Regions from separate parts of the Zea mays genome. Here region 1 is linked to region 2. The links are chromatin contacts, called in public Hi-C maps. All regions are on one chromosome and are shown on one strand. The core of a region is the stretch at or near the end of the contact, and the rest is flanking DNA. Distances in the headings are between cores, read along the strand shown.

Region 1 (3,407 bases), core at 514-3,013, 220 kb after region 2:
AAAAATATATATAAACGGGTCGATCTAATCCAAGCCACCAACAATCATATGAGGACTTGCACATCAGTTATCATAGTCAATGGCGGAAGTAGCGGTGGGACGAGCAGGGCTCGAGCCCCCTACCGCTTCCGAGGCCATGGAGTCCCACTAAAATCTCTTCTAAAATATAAAATATACACAGGATAATGTAGAAGGAGCTATGTCATAAGCTAAAATGTACACACCGGGAACATAATGTTTGCCACTTCCACGATGGATTGAGTCAAAAGCTAAAAGTTTCACTTGAATTCCTGAGATTTACCATACACGGGGTACGTTAACCCATCATGTTTGTTATTACAAATTAAATCCAACATCATGTTACAAAAAGAATGAATCAAACTTGACGCGGAAATGAAGCAAATGGGAAGGAGAAGGGCAACAGTATCAGACGATCAAACCATGTACTCCATAGAAAAGTAAGCAGGAATGACGAAGAAGACCAAAGAGGGTGAAGATCAATATGATGGCGGATCCTCAGTTGAATCTGTTGCAGACCTTTCGGATCTCCCCCTGCGTGCCGGTGACCACGTTGACCTCGCTGAGCTTGACGAGCGCCTTGGGGAAGAGCGAGGTGAAGAGGCCGCTGTCTTTGGCGAGCAGGTCCACGATCCAGCGCGTGGACCCGTCGCTGTACAGGTTCTGGTCGCAGGCGAGCACGCCGCGGCGCTGCTGCAGGTTCCTGTAGTAGTGGTTGTCCAGCTTGAGCGCGCTCCACTGGTCGTCCAGGAACACGGCGTTGTTGTCCGACGAGGGCACGTTGGGGCACACGTAGTTCTTGTACACGAACGCGTAGCCCGGGTCCATGCCGGGGTCCGTGGCGCCGGCCCTGCCGCCGTACCGGTACAGCCGGCTGCCCTTGATCGCGCTGCAGCGCGTGGCGCCCACGGTGTGCGCGCCCAGCAGCAGCACCGCGTCGAACGCGCTCAGGCCCAGCCCGCCGAAGTACGCCACCATCTGCGCCGCGGTGAACTCGGGCGCCGGGAGCCTGACGTCGGGGGCCAGCGACCGGCGGCGGTCCCTCCGCCCCGTGCGCACCGCGTACGCGGCCCCGCCGGCCAGCGCCACGGCGTCCCGGGTGGCGAGGATCTGGATGTCGGAGCAGGACACGACGCCGGGACACTTCCGCTCCAGCTCCGCCTTGACGGCCGCGATGACGTCGTAGCCCTTGACGCTGAGGTTCGGCGGCGCCGTCTTCTCGGTGCCGGGGCCGTCGATCAGCAAACCACCGTCACAGCCCTGCAATTATATTGCTATTATACATATACCGTAGTGTCGTGTGTCATCTCGTTAACGAACCAGCGGAACACACGCGCGCGCGCGTCGGCGCGTGGGCTAGCTAGCTGCCTAGCTAGACACGTTGTACACGTACATTGACGGCGCACTCGTGGAACTGCATGCGGAGGAGGTAGGCGACGATGGGGTTCTCGCGCGCAAAGCGGGCCCTGACGATACTCTGCACCAGCGCCTCCACGTCGGTGCCGTTGCACTTGCCCTTGTAGAACCCGTACTGCAGCTGCGCGCTGCCGGCGGCGGCCAGTGCCAGGACGGAGACGGCCACCATGAGCGCCGCCGCGGCCGCACCATTGCGCGCTGCTGAAGCCATACCGATTTCTGACTGCCTGGTTAGCTTGGTTTGTACGTATTTGTGATCCTCGTCAGAGAATTATGGTATGGTGAGAGGGAAATGCTGCGACAGAAATAGGATGCCTCTGGGTCCGGGAGAATGATACAATGCAACAGAAATAGTGATGCGGGTTTAGTTGTTTACTGCTGTGTTTCATGGTCGTGGAGATCACGTACGACGGCGCTGACAAGCCCCATTTCTGTCGTCATCATTAAATAAAATGACCGTGCTAGCTGTGCCTGGAAGGTGCCTCTGAGTTTTGTTGTATTATTGATCCGGCTGGAATTCAGGCTCATGGTTTTTTATTTGGCCGCACACCTTGATGTTAATTGACTCAGTATATGTGGTGCATAGATCCTGCAATAGTGGGCTTGCACTAACCCACTCATCACACGAACAGCGGAACAGGCCATGGATGCCGACCATCGTTGTGCAGCATTACTACTCTTCAGAGCCGTTTTCTCAACACTTTATTTATTGTGCATTCGTTCATCATCCTAATAATCGAAAAAAAGGTGTTCTACTTGTGCATTGAAAAGTCTTGAACACAGCAACTGGGAATATAATATGAAGTTGATGAGCAATAGTTTGCAGTTTGGTCAAAACTCAAGACTTTGTTCTACTTATATGGAAGGGATGAGGGCGAAAATGTCACTAGTTACTTATTATATATATACACACAGTTCAATGCAACAAAATCTAAACCATTCAATAGGGATACGGATAACTAAGCACAGGTCTGCTCAGCTGTTGAACAGCGTTTGTTTAGTGGTCATCTTTGATTGATTGATGATGCACTGATTTATATTAGTCTGACAAGAGTCTTCGATTCTTTTTCTTGGGCTCTGCTCCTGCTCTCTTCTCACCTGACAAAAATAAGGGCCGACGCTTTAACATACTTGGGCCTCTTTCAGGCTGGCGGACTCCTGCGTTAGGATGGCCCACGCACGGTCTTGTGGGCCATTCGGGAACACACAAGCGAAAAACTCTTGTCATTCTTAACATGAAGATACCAATACCTCTCCGGTCCAGCCCATCTCAATCTTCTGTTGTACTGTACCCCCACGTTGATTGGTGAGGTTAATTTCTTTTTGGGGGTCGGTGGCCGTTTGACTTGGCGACTCCGCGGCACATGGGCACTGTTGCTTCTTGCTTGAGCTCCAATGCTCTCTCTGAGACTTTGATTGACCGGTGGAGGCGCTAGGTTAGGTAGCTTCAGTATATCAAAGGCATGCATACATTACTGTATCGTCATGAGCAGATCCAGCACATGAGAATGTATGTGCAGCTCCGGTTTGTATGGTCACACCAACTGCAACTGAATGTCTGGTTGCTTCAACTGTTGTCCAGATAACTTTTCTAGCAGAGCACGTATCGCAGGTCAAATTAGATCATGGTAGCTACCTATATGATATATATTACTATGCAGGAAGACAACTTGTAGGATTTTTATATAATAGTTTTAAAAATAAATTGCAAATATAGTTGTTGCTTAAAATGAATTGTAAATTTAATACGCAGTTGGCCAATGGATATATGACAGGTATCTACTAGGTCATTCTATGAATAGAAAGAGTTTATAGGCTAGGCCTATTATGGCCAATAGGCATATTAGTCATTTATATGGATGAAAATGGACAAAAACGAACAGAAAAAACCCATCTCTCCGTTTCGTTTCCATATTTTATCATCGGAAACGGGACCGGGTTCGGAATAGTCGAAAACAAAAACAGGAGCAGGA
Region 2 (3,603 bases), core at 1,059-3,558:
TTCTTGCCCTACTATAGAACATGTTTCTACAATGTTTTTGGCGATTTAGTTCATGGGAAAGGTCAAGTAGAGGTGTTATGCTGGTGAAAACCTTTGACGCAATTGGTTCCCTTGTGTTTTGTAATTTCCAGAATAGACAGTTTCTGTTTATCATGCCATTAGGGTGCCATAGCGGGCAAATATGCCATACCCATGAATAAGTTCTTCATAACTTTAAAATCTTTTGCGCTCGTCAAATTTCAAGGCTTTAGGCTGTGTGGTTCAGGAGTTATATCTTTCTTAGGGTGACTATTGCTGATGATGTTCTAGACATCAATTCAGTTTTTGGCCATGTTCAAGGCCAAGCTAGTTTTTTTCTAGTGAATACCAAAGTTGTAGAGTTTTTAATAAGCTTTCTAACGGTGTTTAACATGTTGCTATATGTTTAACATAAATTCAGTTATGATTGTTTGATATGACTGATGCTATCCTATCATCACAAAAGTTTAGTTAGTTTGCAGGCTTGTTTAGGTACCTTAGTGCCTTTAAACTATGTGCCAGTAAGGACACGTGCTATAGGGAGGCCGAGATATTGATGAAGATGTTAGCCATAGAATCAAAACAAGATGGATGAAGTGACATCAAACATCTGACATTCTGTGTGACAAAACAGTACTATACACGTTAAAAGGCAAATTTTATAAGATGATAATTATACTTGCTATGTTTTATTTTGATGTTAATCTTTTCTTATGTTATCAAGCACAATTTTACGAAAAAAAAGAATAAAACTTTGCAAAAATGTTTTATGCATTATTTGCTTCCTACACAAAAAAGGTGAATAAATATCCGAATTTTATATCTATCATTTGAGAAGATATATGGTAAACTTGAGGTTTACCTTTTATTAATCTTTATAAGCTCAATGCTAAAAACAAGAATATAAATTTGTATAGCAGATTATATTCGCAAACAAAGAAAACCGACCAAAAAAGCTGATATCCGAATAAGTATCCGTTTTCGACCATTTCCATCCCTGCCACGGTTATCAGAGGACCATCAGGTAGTATACCCTACCTATTCTAACATATTGTGGATAAATGTCACAAATATGACTAGACGAGAATATAACATCAACTACGGAAAATTTGCATAGCAAAATAGGGATAGGAAACAAATGCAAAAAAAATATATTCGCCCTTACGTGTTCTCTTCCTCTATGCTCAGCCAAAGAGGTATCGATTCATTTTTGTCAATGCCGGTTATTTACAACTGCTCATATTGATAACAGTTCCAATTTATTATGAGTCCCTAAAAGTTGATCCTGTTGGAAATAGTCCCATATCATGTGTTGTGAAAGAGCAAACATGGTTAATATGGTTGAGGGTTTAATTCTAACGAGCTAGCTTTATGGGAGGGTGTTGGCCCAACAGACCTAAAGTCTGTTGTTGTGCGTTCGGGCGCGTGTGTTGTGGCCGGATGGCCTGAGTGGGCGCGCCGTGTGTGTGGGTGACCTGACGGACACGCCTTGTGTTGGCGGTCCGGTTCCAATAATTGGTATCAGAGCCAGGATGGCCTAGTGCATTCTCAGACAAATCTCGGCTAGCAATGTATGATGGAGAGATTATTGAGATAGTCTCACATTATGTGTTACACACACGATTGCTGTTACACACACGATTGCTGATCCAAAATCCATCAAGTCCACACCTTAAATCCAAAGAAGAATTACATGCATTGCATATGCATAATCATATACAAAAATTAGGAAATAGGGAGCACAACCTCACCCTTAAAAACTGTTGGCATTAATTAAATAATAATAAAATGGAAATAATGATGCGCAAGGATGCAAGGAGAGATTGCGTACGACTGGAATCGGAGCTCGTCTTCCGGGACGCTGTCGATGAGGTTGATCTGATCGTACAACGAGAAGGTCCTCCTGCTCATATCCGCGTCCCAAACAAATCAGATAAGCACCCGAGGAGAAGAAAAGCAACAAGTCACATTTCCTCGGTCCAGCAGGAGCCAGCGTATACCTGAGAGACGGAAGGCGCCTGTGTCGTGCGCTGCCGGAGACGGGATCACTCCGCAGCGACTTCACCAGCTGCGGCAGAGCCCCCAGGGCCTTCTGCCCCCAAGCCGCCGCCATCGCCTCCCTCCCGCTTCGCCCGTCGGTCGGCTCCTCGGCAGGGGCGGTCGTTCTAGAGGGGTCGGGAAATTTTGCATAACGGAAATTCGAACGGGTCCCACTTGACGATTGGAAATTCGGCCCTGCGGTTGGTTGGGCCTTTGGTTATTTGTTTACACACATTTTCAACTCTGTACTGGGCGTAGGCCGTAGGCCGTAGGGCGAGCTCCCAGGTCGACGTGGCGGGGATGGCTGCGACGGCCGGCGGTGGCGGTGGTGGAGGGGCTAAGGCGGCAGTGACCGAGCAGATAGCACAAGCAGTGCGGTCCACCTCCAACCTCCTCCAGCTGATGGAGCAGTCCTCCCCCGCTCAGGTCTCCCGCCTTCTGCCCCCATCTCGTCTTGTTTGGGTCTAGAGTGTTCCGATTGTAAGCATGATTTTACAGCCGTTTGCTGATCACAAGAATCAACGCTTTTCCAAATTTGTGCGAAATTGACTTAATTTATGCGGTAGTTCGTGATGTCTCCCTTTACTCTTTAGATTAGAGACAGTATGGTTAGGATTTTGGATGGATTTACTTTTGTCTTGAAGGTGAAATGATTGTCCAATTCATGAATGTTATTATCTTCATCCTATACTACATAACCTAGAAGTTATTCTTTTGGAGTTTGGCGGGTTCTTCTTGCCCTTGAGCCTGCGAGCGAGCAGTAGGTAGTTTTTTTTGGTCGAGGTCATTGTTTTGCTGTATACAAAGACTCAAAGAGCGCCCAAATGTAAGGGTTATTGCCCCCTTTTTTTCTTAATATAAAATTTAGCAGCTCTCTTGAGTGCTCGATAGAAGTAACCGCTCTCCTGAGTGCTCGATAGAAGTAACCGAGAATCTGTAGGCATTCGACTGTCATTGATTAAGCAGTGCGCTTTGATTGTCATCTAGCAACTTCCACAATGCTGCGCTGAAGTGTCCATTGTGCAGCATGGTGTTACGGCTTTAGATGGATCCTCTACTTCAGGCTACAATTACCAACATGCCAATTCACTTATTTAAGGAGTGCTACTAAGTTTATGAGTCGTTTTATAGTTTAGTTTTGTATTTTCAGCTCTACCCACCTCTATCTCTCAACCCCTTTCTGATTCTTTCTGATTTTTTCCTCATATAATTCAATAAAGGTTCAGACAGTTCAATGAACTGTGCCATACTTTCTTTCGATTAATAACTTTATGAAACTGTGTCCACAACATACATGCTGTGATGTTATGATCTTACATTGTTGTTACAAGTACAAGCGGTCAGCTAGGGGGTGTTTGGTTTGAAGAATCAATCCATTGCATCACGAGTCCATTTCACAAATTTAGTGGAATGAGCTCATTCCTCATATTATTACTAACTATTAGCTTATGAGGAATGGAATGGTGATAGATGAACTCATTCCATTCCACAAGTGAGGAGTGAGAAGATGATGGACTACCTCATTTCTCAAACCAAACACGCTAT

Evidence for each region. A called contact is a pair of places that touch in the nucleus more often than the background predicts.
Region 1: a Hi-C map of ear shows a contact between it and region 2, with 1.9 times the contacts expected there. The contact joins the promoter of LOC103640218 here to the promoter of LOC100281629 in region 2. A contact is called at or near these places in 5 of 25 Hi-C or Micro-C datasets (bundle sheath, ear, endosperm and 2 more).

The regions. Positions count from the first base shown.
Region 1 is chr9:118,854,995-118,858,401 of Zm-B73-REFERENCE-NAM-5.0, forward strand. It overlaps LOC103640218 (peroxidase 57), which reads right to left and starts at 1,764. Exons shown (of 2, transcript XM_008662848.2): 1 at 1,412-1,764; 2 at 258-1,278. The coding sequence starts at 1,645. The coding sequence ends at 517.
Region 2 is chr9:118,635,314-118,638,916 of Zm-B73-REFERENCE-NAM-5.0, forward strand. LOC100281629 reads left to right here and starts at 2,309. Exons shown (of 4, transcript NM_001154548.2): 1 at 2,309-2,484. The coding sequence starts at 2,359. It also overlaps LOC103638906.